Regions from separate parts of the Sus scrofa genome. Here regions 2, 3 and 4 are each linked to region 1. Evidence: chromatin contacts called from public HiChIP or PLAC-seq data. All regions are on one chromosome and are shown on one strand. The core of a region is the stretch at or near the end of the contact, and the rest is flanking DNA. Distances in the headings are between cores, read along the strand shown.

The links. HiChIP or PLAC-seq counts read pairs in DNA pulled down with a chosen protein or histone mark.
Region 2: an H3K27ac HiChIP or PLAC-seq map of alveolar macrophages shows a contact between it and region 1. The contact joins the promoter of ERN1 here to the promoter of DDX5 in region 1. A contact is called at or near these places in 1 of 5 promoter capture datasets (fetal liver) and 1 of 2 datasets of contacts at active chromatin or transcription factors (alveolar macrophages).
Region 3: a contact with region 1 is called in an H3K27ac HiChIP or PLAC-seq map of alveolar macrophages. The contact joins the promoter of C12H17orf58 here to the promoter of DDX5 in region 1. A contact is called at or near these places in 2 of 5 promoter capture datasets (fetal liver and liver), 1 of 47 Hi-C or Micro-C datasets (heart right ventricle) and 1 of 2 datasets of contacts at active chromatin or transcription factors (alveolar macrophages).
Region 4: a contact with region 1 is called in an H3K27ac HiChIP or PLAC-seq map of alveolar macrophages. The contact joins the promoter of KPNA2 here to the promoter of DDX5 in region 1. A contact is called at or near these places in 2 of 5 promoter capture datasets (fetal liver and liver), 4 of 47 Hi-C or Micro-C datasets (heart right ventricle, liver and psoas muscle) and 2 of 2 datasets of contacts at active chromatin or transcription factors (alveolar macrophages and skeletal muscle).

Annotation. Positions count from the first base shown.
Region 1 is chr12:14,567,731-14,574,112 of Sscrofa11.1, reverse strand. DDX5 (probable ATP-dependent RNA helicase DDX5) reads right to left here and starts at 2,401. Exons shown (of 14, transcript XM_021066761.1): 1 at 2,328-2,401; 2 at 1,513-1,691; 3 at 188-353. The coding sequence starts at 1,556. It overlaps CEP95 (centrosomal protein of 95 kDa), which reads left to right and starts at 2,462. Exons shown (of 19, transcript XM_021066757.1): 1 at 2,462-2,619; 2 at 4,334-4,462; 3 at 6,090-6,197. The coding sequence starts at 2,601.
Region 2 is chr12:14,878,813-14,885,194 of Sscrofa11.1, reverse strand. ERN1 (serine/threonine-protein kinase/endoribonuclease IRE1) reads right to left here and starts at 3,282. Exons shown (of 22, transcript XM_005668695.3): 1 at 3,037-3,282. The coding sequence starts at 3,087.
Region 3 is chr12:14,259,088-14,265,469 of Sscrofa11.1, reverse strand. It overlaps C12H17orf58 (UPF0450 protein C17orf58 homolog), which reads left to right and starts at 3,791. Exons shown (of 3, transcript XM_021068119.1): 1 at 3,791-3,917; 2 at 4,167-4,358; 3 at 5,015-6,267. The coding sequence starts at 4,256. The coding sequence ends at 5,205. LOC110256159 reads left to right here. Exons shown (of 4, transcript XM_021068075.1): 1 at 1-147; 2 at 824-1,135; 3 at 3,381-4,003; 4 at 4,164-4,172. The coding sequence starts at 1,060. The coding sequence ends at 4,172.
Region 4 is chr12:14,281,471-14,287,852 of Sscrofa11.1, reverse strand. It overlaps KPNA2 (karyopherin alpha 2 (RAG cohort 1, importin alpha 1)), which reads right to left and starts at 2,541. Exons shown (of 11, transcript NM_001163404.1): 1 at 2,528-2,541; 2 at 1,088-1,189; 3 at 801-938. The coding sequence starts at 1,162. It overlaps TRNAR-CCG (a tRNA gene), which reads left to right and starts at 4,984; the gene lies at 4,984-5,056.

The sequences.
Region 1 (6,382 bases), core at 1,152-3,651:
AAAAAGTCACTTGTCTCCAAAAGTGAGTAGTAACTCCTCTTCCCCAAAGTAAGTAAGATCCTTACTTACTCAGCATGAGTTCCCCAAAACTTAGTTATGTGCAGGGAACTTCTAGTCAGATTTTGATTCACTGCAAAGTTATTAATTATTGAATTACAGCCTGAAGAAACCACATGAAATTACTTACTGCTGTTCGCCTAGCCAAATCAGGGTGTTCTTGATAAAAATTCTTCTCAAATTTGGGCAGCTCATCAAGATTCCACTTCTTTTTAACCAGTTTCTCCCCAGGGTTTCCAAACTTCTTTCCAGATAAGGGCCCTGCCCTACTTCCTCCAAATCGAGGCGCACCAAACCTGAAATTAAAAAGTCACATCTTCGAACACGTACAGACATATTAACCACCCCTTGGCACATGCTAAATATCAAAGACTTCCAGGTGGAACAGACGGTCATTCTCTCAAAAGCCACAATTAGCACCGCATCCTTTTCATTTCCCGTTGTACCAAGTACACGCCATTGAACCCAAATCATCAGCCCGGGATTTCACAGGTCGGAAAGTGGCTGCCCGAATGCCAGAAGTTCAGATTACAAGGAGCGTCAATAGTTGGGGCTACTAATCTCTCCCATGAACTTAAAAACTAAATATCTGAGAGAAAGACAAGAAAGGATAAGCCTAACAGCGATGTTATCTACCAGCTGTTCTCAAGCAAAGGAGCTTTGATTTTAATAGATAACGGAACAGCACACAGAGCAGAAAAAGGTGGGTTATCTCGCGGACACTTACGCAAGCCGAATGACTTGGAGAGATGCCCCAGAAAGGACCGCGATCAAGGTAGCAAAATTATATAAACGTAAGGAAAAAGAAAAGGAGGCGTTGGAGACTACCGGGGGAGGAGTCCCTGCCGGGCGGAGTCGGCCGGGCGGCGTTCCCGCTGGGGCGGCGCTTCCCCCTTTGTCTCGCATTTCTCTCTGCGCCACATTTTCTCGACGCTGCCATTTTGAGCTCCTCCGCCGGGCGGGGTAACAAAGGCGCCGCCGCCATGTCCGATGCCGGCATTTTGTACCCGCGGCTCAGCCACATGGCCGATTCCCGCGGTGCCGGTCACCGTCCTGCCCCCGCCGCAATAACGGCATCGGAGACGGCCCCCTCGCCACCCACAAAATTCCTGGGGCCCCCAAAACACCTTCCGAAAGGTTGCACCTAACAGCAGCGATTTCGTCCGCCTCGAAGCGCTGCGCTCCCCTCCCTTCGAAATACGCTCCTTGGAATTCTCCCAAGAGCTGATAAATCATCGAGGCCGCGATGCCCCATCCCAGACAAAAGAAGAGATCTCGAGAACCATTAACATGAAACTCCCAGGCAGTTTCAAAAATATCAAAATGGCGCAAGCCTTTGAGGGACGAGGCCCAAACATAGGCTGAGGAAGCCGAATTCCCGTCGCCACCCCGCCCCCCCGCATCGGCATCCCATCCCCCACCCACAGGGCCTGACAGGTCAGTTCCCACACTCACCCTCGATCCCGGCCGCGGTCTCGGTCACTTGAATAACTCGACATGGCGTCAATGGTTGCGGTTGGCGGGAAACAAAGCACAGAGAATCGGGTGCGACAAGTCGCTGGAGGTGGCTTCGACGACGGCGAAGCCTTGCGGGGGCGGCAGCGGCGGAGGGACGGCGATGACAGGAGCCCAAGCTGCCCGACAAGAGACCGGTGGAAATGAATGAGGTGCCGGCCGCGTCCCGGCAGCCGGTTTTATAGCCTGGACCGCCTCCTCCGCCGCAGAGAACGCTGGGAGCTGCTCTATGACCTAATCACCCCGCCCCTGCGCCGAGGCCGCACCGCCCGCGGGCGTTCCGAAATCCGCCATGTTCTCGCCCCTCCTTCTCCTCCCCCCACCCAAACCATCCCTCCCGTTTTTCACTCCTTTCAAGGGTGGGTCCATCCACCCACTACTGGGAAGCCTCAGTTTTTACTCTCTTGACTTCACCTTTTCCTTGTCTTCCACACTTCAAGGAAGTCGCCCCGCCCTTTTTCAGGTCCAGCACGAACAATGAAATGGCCCACCCAGACCAAGCCACTTGGTTCTCTTGGAAATGTTTACGTCTCCAAAGGGCCCTCACGCCCACAACCCGGCGAGACGGGTAGGCGGAGCCTGACATTGTCACGTGACTCCCCCCCCGCCCACCGGGTGAGCGGGCCGCACTACTTTTCCAGATGGCGTCGGCGGAGGAGTACAAAACGAAATCGCTCGCCGGAAGTGCAGTGCTATTGCCCGGGGAGACCGGCCAGGTCGGCTGGTTGACCCGCGGGGCTGTTAAACCCACCCACCTGAGAACTCCTTAGCGGGATCTGGTCGGCGGAGAATGGTATTTAGAGCTCGCAAACCGCCGCCCCAGCGCGTGCTGCGAAAGGAAGTGGTCCTGTGGTGACCAATCAGCAACGAGAAGCGGTTTTAACGTCCCTCCCTTTTTAATCCCTCCTTCCCGGCACTTTCGTTTGCTTCCCCCTCCTGTCAGCACTGGGTCTGCGGCGTGCGGCCCTCCCTGAGCTCCGTCCCGCGCGCACCGGGCCAAGAGTCCGACAGCGGCCTGCCTTCTCGACATGGCCGGCTCAGAGGCTGGTGAGTCTCGGCCTGTCGCTCCGGTGTGTGTGGACGAAGTCGTCCTCTCTAAATCCCCTAACGTCCCTGCCACTTTTACCTTGAGGCCTCGGGCGGGTTTGGGCGGCCGGCGGGGCTGGTGACACCCCGTGATAGTTGGCGGGCTCTCTGGGTAGGGTCTCATCCCCGCTCCCTGGCTCTTTCCGGGTTGTGGGGTGCGGTTTTGGGGGTGGGTTAGAAGGGCCCTTGCGGTGAGGCCCGTAGCGCACGCAACCTGGCTGCGAAAAGGGCAGTCGCGTAGCTTCCCCGGACTCGTATTTTTCTGGGGAATCCACCCACTCACTGTGCCTGCAGTTCTTGCATTGCGAGGACTGAGGTAGCTAGTACCTGCATCTTTATTTGAACATTGGAGGACCGGCCCTCTTTAAGATCTGTTGATGCCCCCGGCCAATAGCAGAACCGTGGTGGACTTCACTCTTCTGTGATCTCTAGACTCATTCGCTTTGTCTAGTACCGCTTTTGAAAGGCGAATTGATTTGGTTGTCTAGGACGCTTTCATCCTTTTCTCCAAGACAGCGTTCAAACCTGTTGTCATGGTTTGGTCAGCTGTGAGTACTGAACTTTGGGAGAGGGAGATAACATGCCTTGAAGACGCTTTCACACGGAAACTCGCACTTGTTTCTAGAACATACTTAAGAGAACGCACACAGAATAAAAGAACGTTCCCGTCAATTGCAAATTGTTTCAGGTTTTTCTAAGTTTCCTTTGGCCGACAAACTCTTGAAATAACTTTGCTCATCTTATCAGTATCTAGGGTAGGGAGGGTGACAGCAGGAAACTTCAGCAGTATTGGTAATGTGCTAATTTTGAATGTAGAGACGTTTTTGTGTATTTACCATATTTCTTTTCATGTGCACAAAATATAATTTAAAAAATTAAAAACTGCAGTAGTGTTGGTGTCATTACTCCAGTTCTTAACAGCCTCAGTTAATCACCACTTATTTGGGCACCAGAGAAATTCCAACTTGGGCAAGATAATTGGGTAACATCATGACTAATGCTATTGGGATTTTGAAGCAACATCTATTAATTAGTTTCTGGTGACCTTTCGTATATGAGATAATGTTCCTGACTTCTTGTAAATATATTTTAAATAAAAATCTACGTATAGCTTCTAAAATAAGGTGTAGAGTAATTTGAGATTTTAGTTTGGAACAGTAAAAATTGAGTTTGCATCATAGTTTTGTGGGTTTTTTGTTTGCCTTTTTTTTTTTTTTTTGCTTTTTAGAGCTGCACCTGTAGCTTATTGACATTCCCTGGTAGGGGTCAAATCAGAGCAGCAGCTGCTGGCCTACACCACAGCCACAGCAACACAGCATCTGAGCCTCATCCCCAACCTATACCACAGCTCAGGGCAATGCTGGATCCTTAATCCATTGAGTGAGGCCAGGAATTGAACCCAGGTCCCCATGAATGCTGGTAGGTTTGTTACCAGCAAGCCACAATGAGAATTCCTGCATGATAGTTTCGACAACATTGAAATTATAGCATTTTGTAAATCATCCCAAAAAATTAAATACATTTAAAAAAAATCATGCCTAGGACAGTCTGAGATTCTCTAACAATCGAATTTCTTATTTTCTGTAGAATACAATGTCTGCTTTTGTGAGGTTTTTTAAATAAACGTATATACTCTTTGCAGTTAGGCTGATCTTTTCCCTTCCTTTCCCAACAGATTGGGTAACTGTTGCCAATAATCTTCTCTTGAAATGTCACATACACCTGAGGATTAGAGAACTAGAAGATTGTGATGCTAATGTTTTTATTGCTCTTTATCAATCCATTTTGGGAGAAAAGGTACCAGGTAAGGGTACTAAAAAATTGGGAGTAATAGTATCTGTATCAGAGGCTGGAAGTTTCCGGTGCTTTTAGTTATGTCCTGTAGCATATATAAAATCTTAAGCTTTCTCTTTGTGTGCATCTTAGTTATATCTAATTATAGGCATTCATTGTTTTAATACCTATGCTAACCATCTATAACAACAGCCTTGGTCATCCACTGTTTAATAATCATGCCTAATGTTCTGTGAAAGTCACACCTTTTCTGTAAATGTATCTTCATAGGTTCTAAAATTGAGTGGAACTTGGAAGTTGTTGTCTTGGTATTTAACCAGTGTTGTGGGTAAGAATTGTTAGCACTGTGTCCTTGGTTAGATATCTCCGTCTTATCCATAGGTTCCTTTGCTGCCACTGTATCTTTATATAATTTATAACCATTAAGCACTAAAGCTCTGTATAGTTTCTCTTATTTTCCCTGTGTTATGGTGCTCTCCTCACTTTTTGGAGTAATGGGATGGCCTCTAACTGGTATCTTTCTTTCTTTCTTTCTTTTTTTTTTTGATATCTTTCTCATTAGTCTCAGTTCTCTTTATAGCTCAGAGGCATGTAGTTATTAGATCAGCTTTTTTTTTGGCCACCCGGCAGCATATGGAGTTCCTAGGCCAGGGATCAGATCTGAGCCGCAGTCGTGACCCAGGCAGCAGCTACAGTAATGCTGGATCCTTAACCCACTGTGCTGGGCTGGGAATCAAACCTGCATCCTTTGTGTCCCTTGGTGTCCCAGCAGGAACTCCTAGATCAATCTTTTAAAATACTTTTTTAAAATCTTTCCCCAAAACATCCATCTTCTTGAATACCAGAGGACAAATTCCAAAGTAAGTTGTTGATAAAATTTTTCTGCACTCTGGTCTATACTGATCTTTTAAACCTTTATGCCAGTAATTCCCAATAGGCTGCTGTAACAGAATATACAAGAACTCTCCTTTCACATCTGTTGAGGGTTTTTTTCTTCTTCTTTCTTTTTTTTTTTTTTTTTTTTTTTTGCCTTTTTGCCATTTCTTGGGCCGCCCCCAAGGCATATGGAGGTTCCCAGGCTAGGGGTCTAATCGGAGCTGTAGCCACCGGCCCACACCAGAGGCACAGCAACACAGGATCCGAGCCGCATCTGCAATCTACACCACAGCTCAGGGCAGTGCCAGATCCTTAACCCACTGAGCAAGGCCAGGGATCGAACCCGCAACCTCATGGTTCCTAGTTGGATTCATTAACCACTGAGCCACGACGGGAACTCTGGGTTTTTTTTTCTTTGATGGAAAGCAGCCCATGGTTATGTACTAAAGTCTTAATTCATGTATTGCCTCCCTCATTAAAGTATTAACATCTACTTGAATTTAGGGACCTCTTTACCTTCTCTAGCTTGGTGCTTATCGTAGAGCGTTTATATATGTGTATGTTGCTTGAATAAATATTAAACCATATCCAATCAATAAATGTTCAACCAATAAAGATTCTACTGTATGGAATTCAGGCTGTGCTTATCTGTACTTTATAGTTTGCTCTGTTTGAGCTGCGCTCAGAGGCCTGGTCAGAGGCAGGTAGATTAAAAACTTGGACTCTCATAGATGCAAAATTATGTAGTTTTTTTCCCACAGACCTCATAGCTATTCCCAGGAGTCAAGAGGACGAAGCTCACAATGTACAAGCAGTAATTGATTCGCTGGCTTTGGATTACCTGCAGGTCAGCTTGTCTCACATAACAGGTTGGTATCTTTTTTTTTTTTTTGTCTTTTTGGCATTTCTTGGGCTGCTCTCGCGGCATATGGAGGTTCCCAGGCTAGGGGTCTGATCAGAGCTGGAGCCGCCAGCCTACACCAGAGCCACAGCAACGCAGGATCCGAGCCACATCTGCAACCTGCACCACAGCTCACAGCAGCGCCAGATCCTT
Region 2 (6,382 bases), core at 2,033-4,532, 310 kb before region 1:
CATTAAAATGATACATGAGGCTTTTCTCCCCTATATCATCTCTTCAGGGAGAATATTTGATCCCTGTAAAACATACACAACATTGAACCTAAAGATTACTTTGGATTCCCAAACCAGAGAGGTTTCCGATGAAAATGAAACAGCTATCCAGTGATTCTTCAACCCGAGAAAGGGAGTCAACCTTGGAGGCAGGCAAATACCTACTCCTCCCGCTTCAGGAATCCTGTCTACCATCGAACTCCCTCAAGGATTCCTCTCATAGACATTTCCTCCTGCGCTCTGAGAAGCTTTCCTACCGGGAGAACCTCCTGAGCTGGCGAGTTAAGGAAACAACACAAACACACGTGCACAACTACAGGCTAACTGCAGACGCACAGTGCACAGAATGGGAGCGGAACAAAACACTTCTCGCGGCCGCACAGCAAATACTTGACGTTTCCTGGGAGGATAATTCACCCAGGGGATAACTAACTATCCGAATAAGTGATGATCAAGACCGTTTCCAGCGAAGACCCCCGTCTCAGACGACAGTCTCGCTGTGTGCCTGCGCGCACGCGGTCCGCGGTTCTCAGCGATGGTGTCTATTGCCCTCGACGACCAAAACGTCCGCCGAGTAAAAGAAATGGCATATGCCATCGCTGCAAGTGCTTTGCCTCACATGCCACCAACTCTCGGGCACTTGAAAGAAGTGACACCCAAACGCTGTACAGTGAGGACCACAGGGCAGCGAGGATGTGACAGCCATGATGCAACACAAGCCAAGATCCGGGTCTAGGAAGGAGGGGGAAACCTCCTTGACTGAATAAGCACATTCTGGATTAACCTAAGAAAGCCTCAAGTGCTTCCTAACACCGAGGTAACTGCACTGTGGATCTGAGAGCCTAGAGTTTCAGCTCGTGGATGAGTCAATGTCTGGCTCAGACATACACTGAAGGAAAATCAAAATATTGCCTCCACTGCACTCCAGTTACTTCATCAATCACAAAGAAACAGCATCACAAAAATGTTCTTTGCCTAGGCATAGTATAACATTTTAAAAATGATGACTTAGGAAAAAAAACACCTTTGGGGGTAGCAAGAATTCACATTATCATCTATGAGGTACCAGGTCCCGTCACAGGTGTTCGTGTGTTAGCTGTCCCCATTTCACAGATCAGGAAACAGAGTCTCCAAGACTCTGAGGGCACGGCTAGCAAGGGACCCGACAGAACTCAGGTTTGCCTCATTTTACAGCCAGGACCTTCTGCACACCATCACTGCTGCCCAGCTTAACGCAAACCCTGCAACAGGTTTCACTTAAGAATATTAAAAGATAATTCCCACTATGGCTGAGGAATGAAATTTTTACTAGTAGTCAACTTCGGAGTCAAATTCGGACCTCTTTCCCTAAAAAGTAGTTACACTAAAACATAACCTTTTGATAAGGGTCTGGACTATTTTACCATGAACTCAGAGAAGTCTGGATTTCTAAATACAATTTGGAAATATTTACATGAACTGAAACTATAGTCCTAACTAAAGCTAAATAGTTTTGGCTCTTTAGCCAAAGTTATTCAAAAACTAAAACACGAGAATCCAGTGAAAGATTAGCAAATGAAAAGATGTGGCAAAGAAAACCATACACACAAAGTCCTGATGATATGGAAGGAATGACTCTCAGGTCACACATTTTGGTCATTCCCTTTACATTATTATTTGTGAACAGATGCCAGGCAGCAGTTAACCAGCGCAAGATAAAATGTTCAAGTTCAAAACCTGACCCTAGTTGTGAAAGTGAATTTTTTTTCTTAGATAAGAAACTGAACTTACATGAGTTTTATTGTGAAGTGTGTACAAACTTTCCTTAAAAAAAAAAAAAACACGCTGCATTTGAAAAAGGGGGCCTCACATTACTTCAGCTGTTTCCAAATGCTTGTTACCTCAAGAGCAGACTATTATTTACCGAAAATGCACAACCTCGGAAAAGTTCATGCTGTGGCACTCAGGTACACACGTGCCAATCCTCCATCTGGACATCTGGTACCTGATATACCATATTAGAAAGTACACAGTGGAGGTCATTAAACAGAACCTGCTCCAGTGCGCCATGCCCACATCCTGAACAATAGTTTCTTGTTTTGTTTTCTTTCTTTTTTTTTTTTTTAAACCACTCGCTCATTTAGGTTCTTCCAGCCAGAAGGGAAAAAAAAAGCCAAATCTGTCCACAAAATGTCCTCCTAGCCACGGTGCCCAAATCCACAGCCTGAGTAAAGGCCTGAAATAGTTAAATAAATAGAAGAGCAACCCAGCTCTTCTCTCCAGAAAAGAAATGAAAAGACGTTTCAGACAGTCCCATGGTGCTCTCCCGTGAGGTGGAGACCTTCCGTTTGAAGTTTCCAAGAGGTTTCACCGCTGTCCCATATGGGGGTCTTGAAAAACACTCCAACGCCCACCATTTAACCTACTTCACCAAGGCTTGCTGCCCGAAAGGAAGCCCGCTGCCTCCAATGCCAAGAAACCTGGAGCAGGTAAGCAGAATCAAGGTCTGGGCTAAAACTGCTTACCCCCTTCCAGCTGCCTTCATTTCCCAAAGTTCTTGCATTTTGGAAAGTTCAAACGCGGATAATAAATGCAACACATTCTCTCCCCCTTGATTACAGGGCCCGTTCTGCCCTTTCTCCGCGGCCACCGCCAGGCAGGGCAGGCGCCCACCTGTGGGAAGGGTCCGGCAGGTGGGGCGGCTCCCAAGGGTCCCGGGCCTTCCGGAGACAAGAGGTGCCGCTGGGGCGACACAAAGTTGCGCCAGAGAGCACGCGGCCCAGGAGGCGCTGCGGGTGACAGCCGCGCTGGCCCGCGAGGCCCCTGGGTGGCGGACGCCTCGGCGCGGCCGGCCGTGGCCGCCACTTCGGCCGGTCCAGAGGCCGTCGCTCCGCTCCCGGCGCCGCCCTCGCCGGGGCGCACCGAGCCAGGGGACGCCGCCGCCGACGTCACCGTACTCCCAGCTCGGACCCCGGCCCTCCCTGCGCTGCCCCCACCCCAAGCTCCCCGGTCACTCACCCCGGGACCGGGCAGCAGCAACGCCAGCAGCAGAAGCAGCCGGCCAGGCATGGCGAGGACTCGGCCCTGGCTCCAGGCCGGCCGGCTCCAGAGGGGCGGTGCGGGCGGGCGGGCAGAGGACCGGGCGGGGGCGCCGCGACGACAGCGCGGCTGCGGCCGGGATTCAGCGAACGCAGAGCTGACTAGGCGGTGGCGGCACCCCCATTCCCCACCGTATAAGAGCCTGGAGCCGGCGCTTCTTCCGGTCGGGGCGGGGTCGGGGCGGGGCCCAGCCTAAGGATGGCCCTGAGATGGGGCGGGGCCCAGGCTCAGGGGCGGGGCTGAGGGCAGACTGGGGCGGGGCTAGCGCGGAAGGGGTGGTGGTGGGCGGGGCCATGGGCGGGGCGGCCCTCTGACTGTCCGTGGGTCCTTCAGCACCAGCTGTGGGAGCGGACGTTCAGACACCTCGGTCCCGCGTCTAGGGACATTGAGTGACCCAGTCAAGGAGCTTGTCTGAGGAATAGGGGAGGCCAGCAACCTCGCCTCGCGGGTTCACCCCCTGCTCCAGGCGGCTCGGTCGCCGAGGGACCTGCTACGTCATACTTGATCAGGAAAGAGCAGGAGTGTGGCGATGCCAAGTGTCCAGAACCCCTGTTTCGTCCTCACGCCTTAGAAGACAGTAGGAGGGATCGTTGGCGAGCTCGGGAGTGAGGATCAGACTCTAGCAGGCGATTCCCGCAAACCCAGAACTTGTGCTCTGCGAAGGGCTGTCTCTGAGTTCGCAGTCCTGGGATGCTCTAGCTGTGTCTCATTTAGCCTAAAGCCCCCTTTCTTCCCTTTCTTTCCCCTCAGGAATTCCCCTCAAATTATGTCCAACAACCATGTTCCCTTTGGAATAACCATGGCCAACTCATTCGCCAAAAATTACAAGCAAAGAAGGAAACCATTTCAGCTGTGATGTCATATGTGTTTGTGTGGCATTTGTAGATGTGAAGCTTGACATATGCCACACGGGAGTGGGTTTGCTGAGGACTCATACAAGGTCTTTTTGAAGGTTATGGGCTATTAACCTGATCTAAAGAGACAGGCAGCTGTTTGGTCCTGGGTCCCATGCCGCCCTCCACTGAGATGGAAGCAGGGAGAGAGGACATTGTAACAAGAGAGAATAAAATAATTTTCAGAGCACAACATTTCCATATTCTAGGAGAAAAAGGAAAAAAGAATAGCAACTTCTCTAATTTTTCCCATCTTGCTCATATGACAGATTTTTCAGGCTTTGGGGGAAAGTAGTAAGCAACACTGGAGAAAGCAAAGTAATCAGGACTATATTCAATATCTTATAATAACCTATAACAGAAAAGAATCTGAAAAAGACTGTGTATATATATATATCTGTCTTTTCTAGGGCCGCATCCGCAGCATATGGAGGTTCCCAGGCCAGGGGTCTAATCGGAGCAGTAGCCGCCAGCCTATACCAGGGCCACTGCAACGTGGGATTCGAGCCGCATCTGTAACCTACACCACAGCTCAGATCCTTAACCCACTGAGCAAGACCAGGGATTGAACCCACAACCTCATGGTTCCTAGTTGGATTCGTCAACCACTGAGCCATAACGGGAGCTCCAAGGCTGTATGTATATATCTGAATCACTTTGCAATACACTTGAAGCCAACACAACATTGTAAAGCAACTGTACTGCAATTATAAAAAATTGATTAGGAGCTCCTATTGTGGCGCAGCAGAAAAGAATCCGACTACTAACCATGAGGTTGCAGGTTCGATCCCTGGCTGCACTCAGTGGATCAAGGATCCAGTTTTGCCGTGAGCTGTGGTGTAGGTCACAGACACAGCCTGTATCTGACGTTGCTACAGCTGCGGTGGCTACAGCTCCGATTAGACCCCTAGCCTGAAAACCTCCACATGCTGCAGGTGCAGCCCTAAAAAAAAAAAAAAAAAAAAAAAAAAAAAAAAAAAAAAAATAATAATTAATTAAATATAGGAGTTCCCACTGTCACAGTGGGTTAAGAACCTGACTACAGCAAATTCGATCCCCAGCCCTGAGCAGTGGGTTAAAGGATCTGGTGTTGCTGAGGTTCGGATTCAATCCCTGGCCCAGGAACTTCCATATGTTGCAGGTGCAGCTATAAAACTATAATAATTAAAAGTAAATAGGAGTTTCCTAGCAGTTAGGGACATGGTGTTGCAACTGCTGTGGCTCCGATCACTGCTGTGGTGAGGGTTCGATCCCTGGCCCAGGAACTTCTGCATGCCATTTGCTTGGCCAACTAAATAAATGAGAGAAGTAGTGGGGGACTGACCAGATGTATGGTCTCATCGACGAGGTTCCCCACTGGCAACCTCATATGCCTGAATCACGGTCTAGGGACGAATCCCTCCCAATGCTGGAGAAACCAACATGGCAGGTTCAGAGTAGGGTGGAGCTGAGCAATGGTGAAAGTGGTAGACACATTTTGAAAAGCGTCATCTTCGTGTCTAAATGCAAGCAGAGAGGCCTGGAGCTGCTAAGGGATGCGCAGAAACCGAAGCTTCACCACTCCTCAGCAGCGAGGCAAGGTGGCCAGGGAGGCGCCCACAGAAATTGGGAGGAGCTCTTTAATGACTATTATCTGTCAGGCTTACAAGCAACAACAGGATCTGTAAGACCACAGGGTTGAGTTAAAAGAGAAGCTTGATTGGAAAACACTGCTTTCACATCCCTTCTCGGGTGCTTTTTCTCCAATAGAGTAAGTCCAGGAGGGGAACTTTCTGTGCTGGCACTCTGGCAGCCCTTTTACAATTCAAAATGTCACTGTGACCCTGGAAGCACTCAGATGAAACACAAAGGGGAATGCTTACCTCAATCTGACTCATAAATCCATTTTAAAGATCCAATAAAGGAAAAAAAGAATCCATTCCAAGGAGCCTGGGCCAGGTAGGTCTATTTATCTTGTTCTCAACCTCCAATTTGGAGGTTGGATCAACTCTCCAGACCTTAACTGCACTGTTACAGGTTCTCAGGATTTCTTATGTACCAGTTAAATTATTCTACCCTTAATCAGTTCACGTGTCTTGGGCACGTTTCCATTTGATTGGTAACTTATGCTGATAAGCTCTGGTTTTATTTATGGTAGCACTGCCCACAATCTTCCTCCCCGTCAAGTATTGTTTCAGATAGCTTTTTGTTTATGATTAAGAAAAGCTGGCATCACTGATAAATACCGACAGAAATGGAAATGTTTTGTAGGATGCCTTTGAAGTGGGCCTGCCCATATAAAAGACCTGAAAATGGGCAGTAAATGACCTTTCTGGGAATTGTATTAAACAGCATCCTCTAAACAGGGCAAAGATCATGGTCTTGGTATAAAG
Region 3 (6,382 bases), core at 2,542-5,041, 310 kb after region 1:
AAAGGTCTGTTACTTCTTGTAGCAGCTGCATCTCACTGTTGGCTCGAGTGCTTCAGATAAAAACGCCTTCGTCTCAAGGCATTTCCCCCTTTCTTTTGGATTCGAAGCTGTTGGAATGAGATACACACTGGTTGTGCGTGGACTATGGTGAGCTAATATCCCTTTTGGGGGAATGCTGTTTCTGTTCCGTCTGAGGGACAAGGTCCTTAGCTCAAGGCTGGCATACAGAGCAATTTCAAGAATTCAGACCCAAGTGGCGAATGAATTTGTCTTAGAAAGACAAGAAAAATGCACCTTTCTTGAGGAGATGAACCATCACTAGAGAGCTAGGAAGGATTTCTACTTCTTTATCCTCCAGCACCTGGTGGGTAAAAGCATTCCTATGGGCTTAATGGATCTAGCCAAGTAGAGAGCAGTTTCAATTGAGGGGAGGGAAAGGGAGAAGAAAAGGTCTTTGGCTGAGGTCCCCCCCCCCTTCTGATTGAGAAGATCAATATTGTTTAGGTAGTAAAATAGTGTCATCAAACCTAGGATGCAGTGCCTTGGTTCCTCTCGAACCCCTGACACATCTTGGGATGAATTCTCTGTCATCTGGAATCCCCTCCCTTCCACAAGCCTGTCTTAAACACGAATCTGCCTGTTTGTTGCTGGCTTAATCTAGAAGGAACTATATCCCTCATTCGCCCCCACCCAGTCCCTCAGCCCCTCACACCCTTCTTCTCTTCCCTTGCCACCTCGCCCTCTCCTCCACCCCACCGCAGCCCGCGAACCCCCACGGGTCTAAAGTGTGGGTTCTGATGCTCTCATTGCCCACACATCACAGGACAGACGTTCCCAGGGACAACTTTGAGAGGCCACGTGCTCGCCCCCCTTAGGAGGTGGGAAAAATCCCTGCAGCTCCGTTTTGTTCCAATGGTCTGTTCAGTGAGTGATTCCCGTTTCCCCAAAGGCTGCCCCTCATTAGCATGAACGGGGGTGGGGGTGTGGAGAAGGGGTGGGGGGAGAGAAAGAGCAAAAGCCCAGGCTCAGTTTTAGAGCCTGGGAACCGTGTCTACAAACATGACAGCTAGAGCTTTCTGGCTCCTCTGTTTGATCGTTGGATCATCTCCCGAAGCCCCAGTGGCGGAGAGAAAAGGTAAGATCGATGAAACGCTAAGCCCTGGGAAAGGGGCTGGGATCCGGGGGGAGCTGGGGAGAGGGCGCGATGAAGGGCGGGACGAGAAAGCGGTCAGGGCTTGCCAGAGAGGAGACTCCGGGTCCGTGTTCGTGTTCGAAAGGAGCAAAATGTGTCCCCAAGATTGTGTGTGTCTTGGCAGCCTTTTCGGAAAGAAGCCAGCACAGCTACTGAAATGATCGCGAGCGAGCCGGGCAGGCTGGAGAAAACTTTGCATGTTAAGTAGTTGCTCCATCACAGAGGAGGGAAAGTGTCAAAAGGGGTCGTGGCGCGCCTTTCGGGAGCCGTGCGGGCCGGGCTCTGGGGACGCGGCTGGCGGCGGGCGCCCGGAGGAGCGCGGGGTCCGCCCTGCGCCCGGGTCCCTGTCCCGAGAGCGATCAGAGGCGCTGGGTGCGCCCTGCCGGGGCTGGGGGCTTGCAGGGAGCCTGAAATCTCAGACCTTTCTCCTCTCTCCCTGCAGCCCCAACCCATGGCCCTGGGACACCTGAGTCTTTAAAATACACACACACAATTTCATTGCATGAGATGAAAATTACAGAGGGAACGAAGACATGAGGTTCTCTACGGGAGGTGTTTTTGTTTTGCTTTTATTTGGATGTTTCTGTTCTATCCACTATCTCTGGGAAAAATAGCTTCCGCACCTCACAGGGCAATTTACTTTGGGTTATTTTTCCACATGGAAATTGAATGACTTCAGTGGCATTTAACCCAAATATCAGACAATCTTTCCCATGACAACAGATGGTGATATCAATGGGGAAGCAGTTGTGAGGTCAACAGTTGACAGTCAGGAATTGGATATCCACCAGAACTTTATTCAGCTGTGTATGGGCAACGTTGAACATAATGAGTCAGAATCAACCTCTTTGCAAAAACATGAACTATAACCAGCTATTATTGCTGGGTGAAAGCTGATTTTAAGGGAGATTGTCCATTTGGCAAGATAAATCACTTTAAACGAAGTGTTGCAAGAGCTGCACATGGACAGACCAAGCTCTTCGATGCCAGAGGAGAGAAATGCTAAAAACCAGCCGTTAAAACAATAGAAAAATAAAGCTGGACTCTTGTGCCCGTCTGGAGGGCACTGGGACCCAGGCAAACGGGGAGGTGATATTGTGTAACTGGGCATGGAAAGCTGCCCAGCTTCTAAGCTGGCTGAAGTTTGCTCACCAACCTGCCTGCAGAGCTGGGGAAAATCACTAATAATTTCAAAAATGTGTTTTCATGCCATATGCCATTTAGGAGCTTTTCCTCCACCATGCAAGGGGGCGGGGGTGGGAGGGCAATGTAAGTGATGTGTGTGCTTTTATACTTCACCAAGGGCCTCTGCCTCCCGGCCACACTTTAAAAATCTTTCTAAGCTGTGTTTTACTAATAAGTGGTGTCCAAGAAGCCAGATAAAAATCCACTCACAAATGCTGGGTTCTGCAGAGACCAAGATGACAGTGTAAACACGGATGGGAAAACCAAATAGTTCTGTTGTCAGGGGCGCTTAAACAATTAGGAGAACCTGTAATATGAGCCCTTTCCCCCTGGGGTTTGCTCTTGGTACTTTCTCAACAAACTGTACAGAGCAAAAAGGCGGATGTTTATATATACATTAAAGAAAGGGCAAAAAGAGTTTGTTATTTAACCAAAGTTGTCAGTTATGTTTAGTCCTGGAACAAATAGGTGGTTGTAATTTTAAAAGCCGTTGCTTTGCGAAGGTTCCTTAACAAAATGAAATGTTCCCATGCGGTGAGAAAATTCTTCCTAGTTGGCCTCATTCTTAGAGGGCAAGACCCTCATCTCCGTCCTCCTGTGGGGCCTAGGAAACCTGTGCTCCTCAGAAGCTGGGGGGCCTTCCTCTTCCCCCTCCCATTCTTTTTCCTTTACTTGCAAGTCTCCTGGCCGCCCCACCTCGCCTCTCGCAGGTGTCTGCTACGTTTGCATTGTCCCCCATCTCCTCCCCTCCCGGAGCCCTTTCTTCTCCCCCCCACTGGCTTCTCTCCCCCTCGGCAGCCTCATCTCTCAGCCTCCCCGGCCTCACCTCTCCTCCCCTCCTCTCTCCCTTCTCGTCTCGGCCTCTCCCCTTCCCCTCGACGCTCCCCCCACCCCCACGCCGGCCCCCTCCTCTCCCCGTCCCCTCCTCCGTCCCCTCTGCCCGCCCGGCCTCTCCTCCCCTCCCCTGACGCCCTCCCGGGCCTCTGCTCCTCTCTCCCTACAGCCTCGTCGCCCCACAACAGGAAGCCCGACCCCGGCGGCGGCCCGAGCGCTGAAGAGACACCGGGGCCCCGGGCGCAGCCGGTCCCCGAAACCCAACGGCGGCCGCGCGCAGCCGACGCCGCTCCCCGCGCCTGGTCGGACCTGCGGCGCCGGAAGCCCCCCACGCCCGCCGAGAACCGGGCCGGCTTCCGGGAGGCAGCGCGCGCGGCCGCCGACCCGCCGAGCCCGCGCCTCGCGCAGGCCGAGAACCGCGCGTCACCGCGCCGCGTGCCCGCGCTGGACGACTCCCCGCGGCGCGCGCGCTCCCGGCACCTGCGCCTCCCGGCCGCGCGAGCTCCCGCGCGCGCCGCCGAGGCCCCCGCCGACCCCGCCTACCTCAACCGGCCGCGCGCCGCCGCGCCGCTCCCGGAACCCGCGCCCGCGCCGCCGCCGCCGCGCCCGCCGCGGACGGAGGACGCCGAGCCAGGCGCCGAGCCCTGCGCGCGCGCCTGCGGGGCGGACCTGGACGTGCGCGAGTCCTACTGCGCCAGCGAGTTCGGTGAGCCCCGCCCGCCGCTCCTCCCGGGCCCGGACGGCCGAGCCCCGGCCGCGGGGAGAGCCTTTCCGAGCCGAGGGAGTCGGGCTGTACACCGGGATCCTAAACCAAACCCTAGAGAATCCCACCCGCTCGGTCCTGCAGGCCCCAGAGCCGTGTGGACTATTTCGCGATTTGTTAAAAACGCTCTGGGGAGAGAAAGAGGAAGGGAGCGCTCTGTATTTCTCCAAACTCTTTGTTTTTTGCAAGCAGCAGTGAACGGAATCGTGCATGATGTGGACGTGCTCGGCACAGGGATCCGGCTGGTGACTCTGCTGGTGGACCGGGACGGGCTGTACAAGATGAGCCGCCTGTACATCACTCCGGACGGGTTTTTCTTCCGAGTCCACATATTAGCCCTGGACACCTCCAGTTGCAATAAGCCATGTCCAGAATTTAAACCTGGTATTGAAACTAAGTGACCATTTTATATTTATGACACCATTGAATATGCCGGAGCCTGGTCTCTGTCGGTCACCCTAGTACCTTTTACGGGGAGAGGGGTATTCTTAGAATTTAGACGACAGGTATTATTTCGGGGATTTAAATTCTGGGATTTAAATTCCATCAGCGCACACCTTCCTCCCGCGCCACCGGCTAAAGATGGGAACTGCACGGGCTGGCACAAAGCAGACACTCAATAAATGTTTGTGGACAAATGAAGGGAACGATGAAACACCGTTGCCAGAAGGGACGCCTACGGGGCCATTTAAACTGAGTGTAGAAGCGTCTTTTTTGGGGGGCGGGTGCTGCGCACTGCCACGTCTTTCTAGAGGTGTGCTCGGTAAAGTCCTGCTGATATGTTGTGATTAGGAACTTTGCTCCTAGTGTTGGCTGTTTACAGGCTGGGTAATCTGATTATTCTATAAAGGTCACTAGGCTGTCTCTGTTGTTTGAGGGTTAAATAAATGTCTGAGATGCACCATGTGCAGCAAGATAACAGATTCAAGCTTAGGCGTTTCTTAAAGTCCTTATTCCATTTTCACATTGTTTCGTGGCATTTTTGAAGATACTATGAATTTACATGTTGGCTTTTTTTTTTTTTTTCTTTCCCCCCCCAGGCAGCAGGTATATTGTGATGGGCCACATCTATCATAAAAGAAGGCAGCTACCTACAGCTCTGCTTCAGGTCCTGAGGGGGCGCCTCCGACCCGGAGATGGACTAGTCAGGAGCAGCAGCAGCTATGTGAAAAGATTTAACCGAAAAAGGGATGGGCAAGTGCAAGGAGCAATTCACACCCAATGCATGTGAAACATTCCAGCCTGGCTCTTCTGGTTCCTCAAGAGACTTGGATTTCAGCAACAAGACGCGAAAGGCCTAGCATCACGTCATGGGGTTTTTCCCTTAGAATAGGGCACACGGCTCCTTTATGAACTAGTTGTGAAGTGCTGACTCCAATCTTGAAGTGGTCACTTTTTTATTTACACAATGCTTCTTAAATGGTAGGCTTCTGAGCTCCAGTGGTAAAGTTATTCAACTGTAGTGCCAGTTATTCCCACAGCCCAGATAACTGACCTGTCCAGTTAACAGATCACTGCTTCGTGTTGTTTATGTTAATTATTTTAATTTAAATACATTCTTGAGTAGAAATAGTTCACAAAAACATTTCCTCGGTTTTAAATATACAATTGTTGAATAGTTTATATCATGTATCAAACCAAATTTTATACTAAAACCGTCACATTTTGAATTCTGTACATAACAGTAAGTGCACTAGTCAGACGTAGGACATGTCAGATCACGTTTAGATCAAACACACAAGTCACAGCCCAAGACAAGTATTAAAGCTTTACACCTAAAGAGGACTGATGGGCTTAATTCAGGCAAACAAGTGTTTGTTCAAACAAATGTTCCTGATGTACCAAAATATAAGATAGTTTATTTCCATGCCTCCCTGCTTCAAAAATCATGTTTTGTGCCATACTGGCAGCTATCTCAGTGCCAAACATTCTGGGTGTATCTGATGTCATTTTTCTCTTAAGACCAGGTATCATGTTTGTGTTTGTAAAGCAGTAAATCTTGCCTTGAAATCAGATCTTGGATGCAGCTGGTTTTTTAGCTTCACGGACCCCAAAAAGTTTGAGGGAAAAAAAGCATTTCTCAAACGTACTCCAAAAACTCTGGAACTGATATTTAATAACAGCTTGCAAGCATGTGAATTTCAAACATTTCCCATTTGGCTTGAAAAGATTTAATCACTCACTGACTTTAATATTGATTTTATACCTGAGTCCACAAAGACGTTACTTTATTCCGAAGACCAAGCTGTGCTTCAGTTAATATGAAACTGTGAATAAAGACACTGATAATCCATGGTTGAATTGAAGATTTTACTGCCTAAACAAAGAGAAACAGGAACTGCACTGAGGAGAGAAAAACAGCCCGTTTGGTCTCAAAGCAGATGCACTGAAGAGCTCAAGCTGTGTCA
Region 4 (6,382 bases), core at 1,292-3,791, 290 kb after region 1:
CTTCAGGAGGAAAAAGATCTGACTTTTTCCTTTTTTTTAAAGCTGCTGACAAGTACAAAAAAATAGAGAATACTTTAAAAACAAACAAACAAAAAAAAGAATTCAAGAAAGAGTTGCCTTCTGCTGTAGCAGGTTAAAAGCTGGCATTGTCACTGCAGTGGCTTAGGTCCAATCCCTGGCCTAGTAACTTCCACATGCCACAGGCAAGGCCAAAAAAAACAAAACAAAACTGGAGTTCCCATTGTGGCTCAGCAGAAACAAATCTGACTAGTACCCATGAGGATGCGGACTCATCCTTCTTAGCCTCCTTCAGTGGGTCGAGGAATCTGGCATTGCCATGAGCTGTGGTGTAGGTCACACATGGGTGTGGTTAGGCTGGCAGCTGTAGCTCCAATTCGACCCCTAGCCTGGGAAATTCCATATGCCAAGGGTGCAGCCCTAAAAAGCAAAAAAAAAAAAAAAAATCAAGAAAGACAAAGGTAGAAATAAGTTGGTCCTGCACACACTTTCACTTAACACTTGAATGACCAGGTCAAGGTCCGAAGCTGACAGCTAGAAATGCAGGTAGTCTTGAAGGGAGATCAGAGCCAAAGACAATCTTGGAATCAACTTTAGTAGATTATTAAGTGTGGGAAGGAAAGAAGACAGCTCACTAGAATTACTGACTGGGAGCACAAAAATAAAAGATCTTCACATTTGATAGTTAAGACTATAAAGCTAGGAATGTTATTTAAATTTCTAAGAAAAGACCCATATTGATTTTCTGGGTTTACCATAATCACAAGCTGAAATATCCTTACCTGGTTATTGCGGTTTTCCTGCAGTGGAGAAGTAGCGTCATCAGGAAAAGAGCTGACATTTCTCCTTTTCAGCATCTGGTCATCCTTCTTAGCTTTCCTCAGCTCCACATTAACTTCTATTCGGCGCCGCCTCATTTCCTTGAGAGAAAATTACATATCATTTCACCTATTACACCAGTTTTTGTTGCCAAGTGATGGCATTTTTTTCAAATTCCTTCAAAGTTTTGACCCCTTCAAATATATTGCCATTTAAAAAATACCACAGGAAAGCAACAGAAAGTACTCACTGTACTGTCTTTCCCCTTGTTCTTGAATCTGTTAAGGCGGGCAGCTGGTGAATTAGCATTCTCATTGGTGGACATGGTTATGAGACAAAGGGAGGGAGGTATCTATAAGATGAGGGAGAGAAAAAAAATTCCCTTTTATCATTTTGATTGGCAATACGGTAAGCATCAAGGGAATTATCGAAAACATATTGAATCCACACTTTTGTAATGGAAGAGGAACTTCCTTTTTCAGCACTATGTAGTTTTAGCCAAAGGATATTTGGCCCCTCCCCTCCGAAGGGCTGAGACTTCCTGGAGCAGTGCTGTCCATCAGAAATATAAAGCAAGCAGCCTAAATTTAAATTTCCTAGTAGCCACATTTTGTTTAAAAAAAGTAACAAGAAACAAATGAAATTAATTTTAATATTTAACCCAACACATCCAACATATTCTCATTTCCACACGTTAAAATATCAAAAAAATTACTGAGATATTTCACATTCTTTTTTCCTACCAATTCTTCAAGATCTGTACTTTAAGCTTACAGCACAACTCGATTCAGACTAGCCACTTGCGTCTGGCGACTACCGCACTGCACAGAGCGGCTCTAGACTCTATAGAGGATCTACAAATACTTAACTGAACTCGGAGTAGGGGGACTGAGCTTATAGGTAAAATCTTTGTCCTAGGGGCCATAAATTCAGATCCTCTGGAGGCTCCACTGTCTTTAAATGGCCTAACAGGTACATTCTCCACAGTTGAAAGTTGTTAAAAATCTGACTCATCATTACGTTATGGAGTCTTTCATAAAATGTCCTGTCCACACTGAAAACTCGCGACGCAGTTCTTCATCTTCAGCATCTCGCACACTTTCGAGGAATTCCGAGTGAATGCACCAAATTAGGTTGATATCCCCAGCTGTGCTTCACTCAGACGTGGCTACTTAAGCGCACTCCCCAAAAGATCACAAAAGGAAAAGTCCTCCTAAGGGGGGGAGGGGGCTATCTTTAATTTCATTTTGTTCTTTTACGAAATAGTGACACAACCAACCCAGGGCCGACGTGTTTTAAGAGACAGCACTTCCAACTGCCACCTCCATCTCCAGTCCCTTCCCCTGCTCCCCCCTCCCCGCCCCATTTCGGGGAAGGAGCAGCCGGGAACTGACGGAGGAGGAGCCAGAGGCGCCCGGCAACCTACTTGGGCTTTCGCCCTCGGGCCTCACTCTGATTCTCGAGTAAATGCCATTGCGGCGGTTTGCAGAGCCTCGGGCCCTAAAACCCAAGCACCCGCATCCCCAAACACCCGTCTCGTAAACGAACGACCCCAAAGGCCTCGTCAACCAAAGAAGCCAAAGCTAGGCCAGGCGTATAGCCCGGGCCTTCCCTCCCGCCACCCACAAGCCGAGCCCGGCCTACAGGCCAGCCGTTGCCACTCAGGCCGGACTGCGGCCTAGGTTCGTACCTACACAGCCGGCTCAGGCTTCCACAGGAGGCGGTCAGGGGCGCTCAGGCTGCGGCTCAGGGTCTCTCAAAACGTCCACCACGGTCAGCGCGAGGACAGTGTGGCTCGTGCAGCCGGCGCGATTTAAATTTCCCGGTGGCTCCGCATTCCGATTGGCTGGTTCGAGCTTATGCTAGACGTCCATTGGTGGATTTGAAAAACACGTTGGGAGGGGTCAGAGGGCCCAGAAGATACGATAGCATCGCGAGATGAGGGAGCGGCCGGGCGATCCCAGAGCGCCCCGCAGTTCGGAGGCGGCAGCCTTCAGGTCCCGGCGTGCAGCGCGAAGGGCTAGTTTCCAGCCCGCCTTGGCCATAGCCTCGGTCCTTTACCGAGGGTTTACTCGTGTACAGTGGTTGGTCGTTACCCTTGGCGTCTGCCTTAAGAGAACCACAAATGATTCCCCAAATAATTTTTAAAATTTCGATATAGAAATACATTGCTATGTATTTTTTTCTCTGATAGGACTCAGAAGAAAAAGGCCACCAAAGGTTAGCAGGGCCACCAAGGAGGGGATGGATAAAGCAGATTTGTGCTGCACTTTTTAGTTTAGTTTTTTTTTTCTTCTAACTTGCATCATAAAAGACTGCATAGACGGCACAAGTAATGGTAACAAAAGGTTTACTACATCTGTTTCTCCAGTCTTATTTTTTATTTTCAAATACAAAAGAACTATAAATCTTTATGCATATTTGCCAAGTGTTAACATTTGCCACATTTACTATTTCTTTCTCTGTGTAAATACCCACACGTACTAGTAGGCCCATATGCATAGCTTTTACATGATACTTTTCAACCTTTTGAAGGGTAAGTTTGAGAAATCATGTCCCTTTATCCCTAAATATTTTGGGTTGCACCTTGGAAGGATAAGGACATTCTGTTATATAACCACTCCACAATCATCAAATTCAAGACATCTGAACTTCGATGTGATTTATTATATAGTCCATGTTCAAATTTTGTCAGTTGTTCCAGTAATGACTTATGCTACAATTTATACATTTCTGAATAAAATGCTTGCATTTTCTTGTAATTTTTAAAAAAGCATCAGTGATGGTTCTCGTAATGTCAGTGTTATAGGCCACTTTGTTTTCATAATTTTTCCGTATTCTGAAAAGGGTATTTTTAAGAAAAGCTGTATTGGTTTTGTTGTTTGTGTGTTTTTTACTATAAATTCAAACAATGGTCTTCGTCTCTTCTTGCAGGCATTTTTGCCAGCTTCATGCACTGTGTAGCAGCCAAGGGAATCACAGGAGGTTGTCTCCTCTCACCTACCCAATCAGTATAATCCTATCTGCCCAAATGCGAAAACGTGGAAGGAATTCACCTGTAAACCAGTCACTGCAAGGCATTCCCTTTGCTACAATGAATGGCTCAGGGGCAGTCATCTGACCTAATTTCATCCAGTTGTGAAGCCTATGCTTTTTGTTTAATGATTGGAGGTGGGAAAGCAGGCTCTGTTCCGAACTGAGTGATGTGAGTTCTAGAAATTTGAGTTAAGACAATTGTAGAGAAACCATGAAAGCTTTGATCACCATCCTGACCTACCTCAGAAGGCTGCAATTATATCATCCTTTGTGATAATTATATCATCACTTCCTTTGTTGTTTAAGTTAGTGTAATTGGGCTTTCTTTTGCATGAAAATATCGGTATTACGTGCCTAGAAGTGTTTGGTATTACCGATATGAAAATTCATCTTCACAATTCTGTGAGGTAGTATTACTATCTGTTCCATTTCACAGAAGAGAAGAGCGGGTGGTTAAGTAACTTGTCAGGTTCACACAGGAACAAATGGCATTCAAACCTAGACGGGCAAATTTGAAGAAAATTTTGTTCACCCTGCAACGACCTAACAGTTGCCTTCCTTAATGGGTTATCCAATTAATGTACGTTGACTAAATGCAAGAATGAAAAAGAAGTAGTTTGATAAAGAAGGAAAGGTTGAGGGGGATGCAGGAGAACCTTCCGGCAGAGGAAGGGGCCTGAACTCTGTAAAATGCAGAGGCCTGGGCCTACCCAGGTGAATAGAATTAGAACGGGGTGGGATGGAGGACAGGCTTCGGAATTTTCTTTACAATTCCCCAAGTGCGCTTAATATCTAGTATGCAGCCAGTGCTGAGACCTTTACCGTAAGAACCCAACAGGTAGGAGGCCACTCACTGCGGCGCAGAGAATCCCGCAGGCAGGCCACGCACCATCGGGGAAGGCGGGTGGGGAGGACAACGCGCATGCGCGGGGAGGCTAGGTTGGTGGGCGGGGCTGAGGGCGGGCGGGGCCGAGAGCGCAGGCGCATTTTGCCGTCGCTGGGGGCGGCTCCCAAATCCCACGCCGCCCGACGTGAGGCCGCCAAGCTCGGGGGCGGGGCGCGATGATGGCATCGCGTAAGGAGATGGTGTGAGAACGCGGATCCTGTGGTGACCCAGTGGCCTAATGGATAAGGCATCAGCCTCCGGAGCTGGGGATTGTGGGTTCGAGTCCCATCTGGGTCGTACACAGACTAATTTTGGTGCAAGGGGAAAAAAGTGATTACAGGCACTTAGAACTCAAAGTAGATTTTGAAATGTCATTATTTCGCTTTCTCTACAGAGCTATGAGGTCTGTTGTACTTACAAATTAGGAAATGCATCTCCGTGTTTTAACAGCACTGCAAGTGAGAACTTGCAAGTGAAAGTCACAATCTCACCTACAGAATCATTTAGTTTATACGGGTCTTTAAAGGAAAAAGGTTGAGGAAAAGGAACCGCCAATTTGACAGATGGCATCACCTCTTTCTCTGCCTTTTTAAATTGAGTTTATATGTATTTTGCTGTACACCTGAAATTACTACAACGTTTACGTCAACTATACTCCAATAAAATTAAAAATAAATGAATAAACTGAGTTTTCCATGGGCAGCCACACAGACAAAACTTCCTCCCCATCCTTATCCCATCCTGCTCACAGTGTGAGCAGATCCAACTGTGTTGACTCCAGACTTATTTCCAGTACTAAGGAGAATGTATAAGCAACTGTGTTTTTAACTGTATTAAAACATACAAATATAATAAATATAATTTATGGTTTCTGTCCCTAAAGTATTATGAACAACAAATTACAGCTGGATCATAAGGTTTGTGTGTGTGTATTTGATTTGCAATAAAAGAAATACAATCGAGTTTTTACGCTTTTCAGACTGGTTCAGTTGACTAGAAAAGTTTAAACTCTTCTTGTAAAACTTGTATAAGACGAATATCACTGAGTTAACTCCTACTCTTGAAAAACAGCAAAATACTAAATGCAGTGTCATACCTGGATTTGAGCTTGGATGTTCATGGAAAAAAAAAAAAAAAAAAAAAGCGGACTCTGAATACATTCTCTAGTTAGTGACCAGCAGTCTACCAATGTTGATTTCTTCCTCGTGACAAATGTACATGGTTACGTAAGATGTTAACATTAAAAGAAAGTGAATGAAGGGTACATGGGAGCCCTCAGTTCTATCTTCGCAACTTTCATATAAATCTGAAATTATCCAAAATTAAAAGTGTTTTAAAAAGAAAACCAGGAGTTCCCATGCGGCTCAGCGGGTTAAGGATCCGGTGTCCTCACTGCAGTGGCTCAGGTTGCTGCTGTGGCACTGGTTCTATCCCTGGCACAGGAACTTCTGCATGCCTCAGGTGCAGGCCAAAAAAAAAAAATCCCCACGCAATCAATGAGAAAATATAGCTGATACCGTTACCATCCTTTTTTTTTTTTTTTTTTTTTGTCTTTTTCCCTTTTATAGGGCCTCTCTCTCGGCATATGGAGAGTCCCAGGCTAGGGGTCCAATCGGAGCTGTA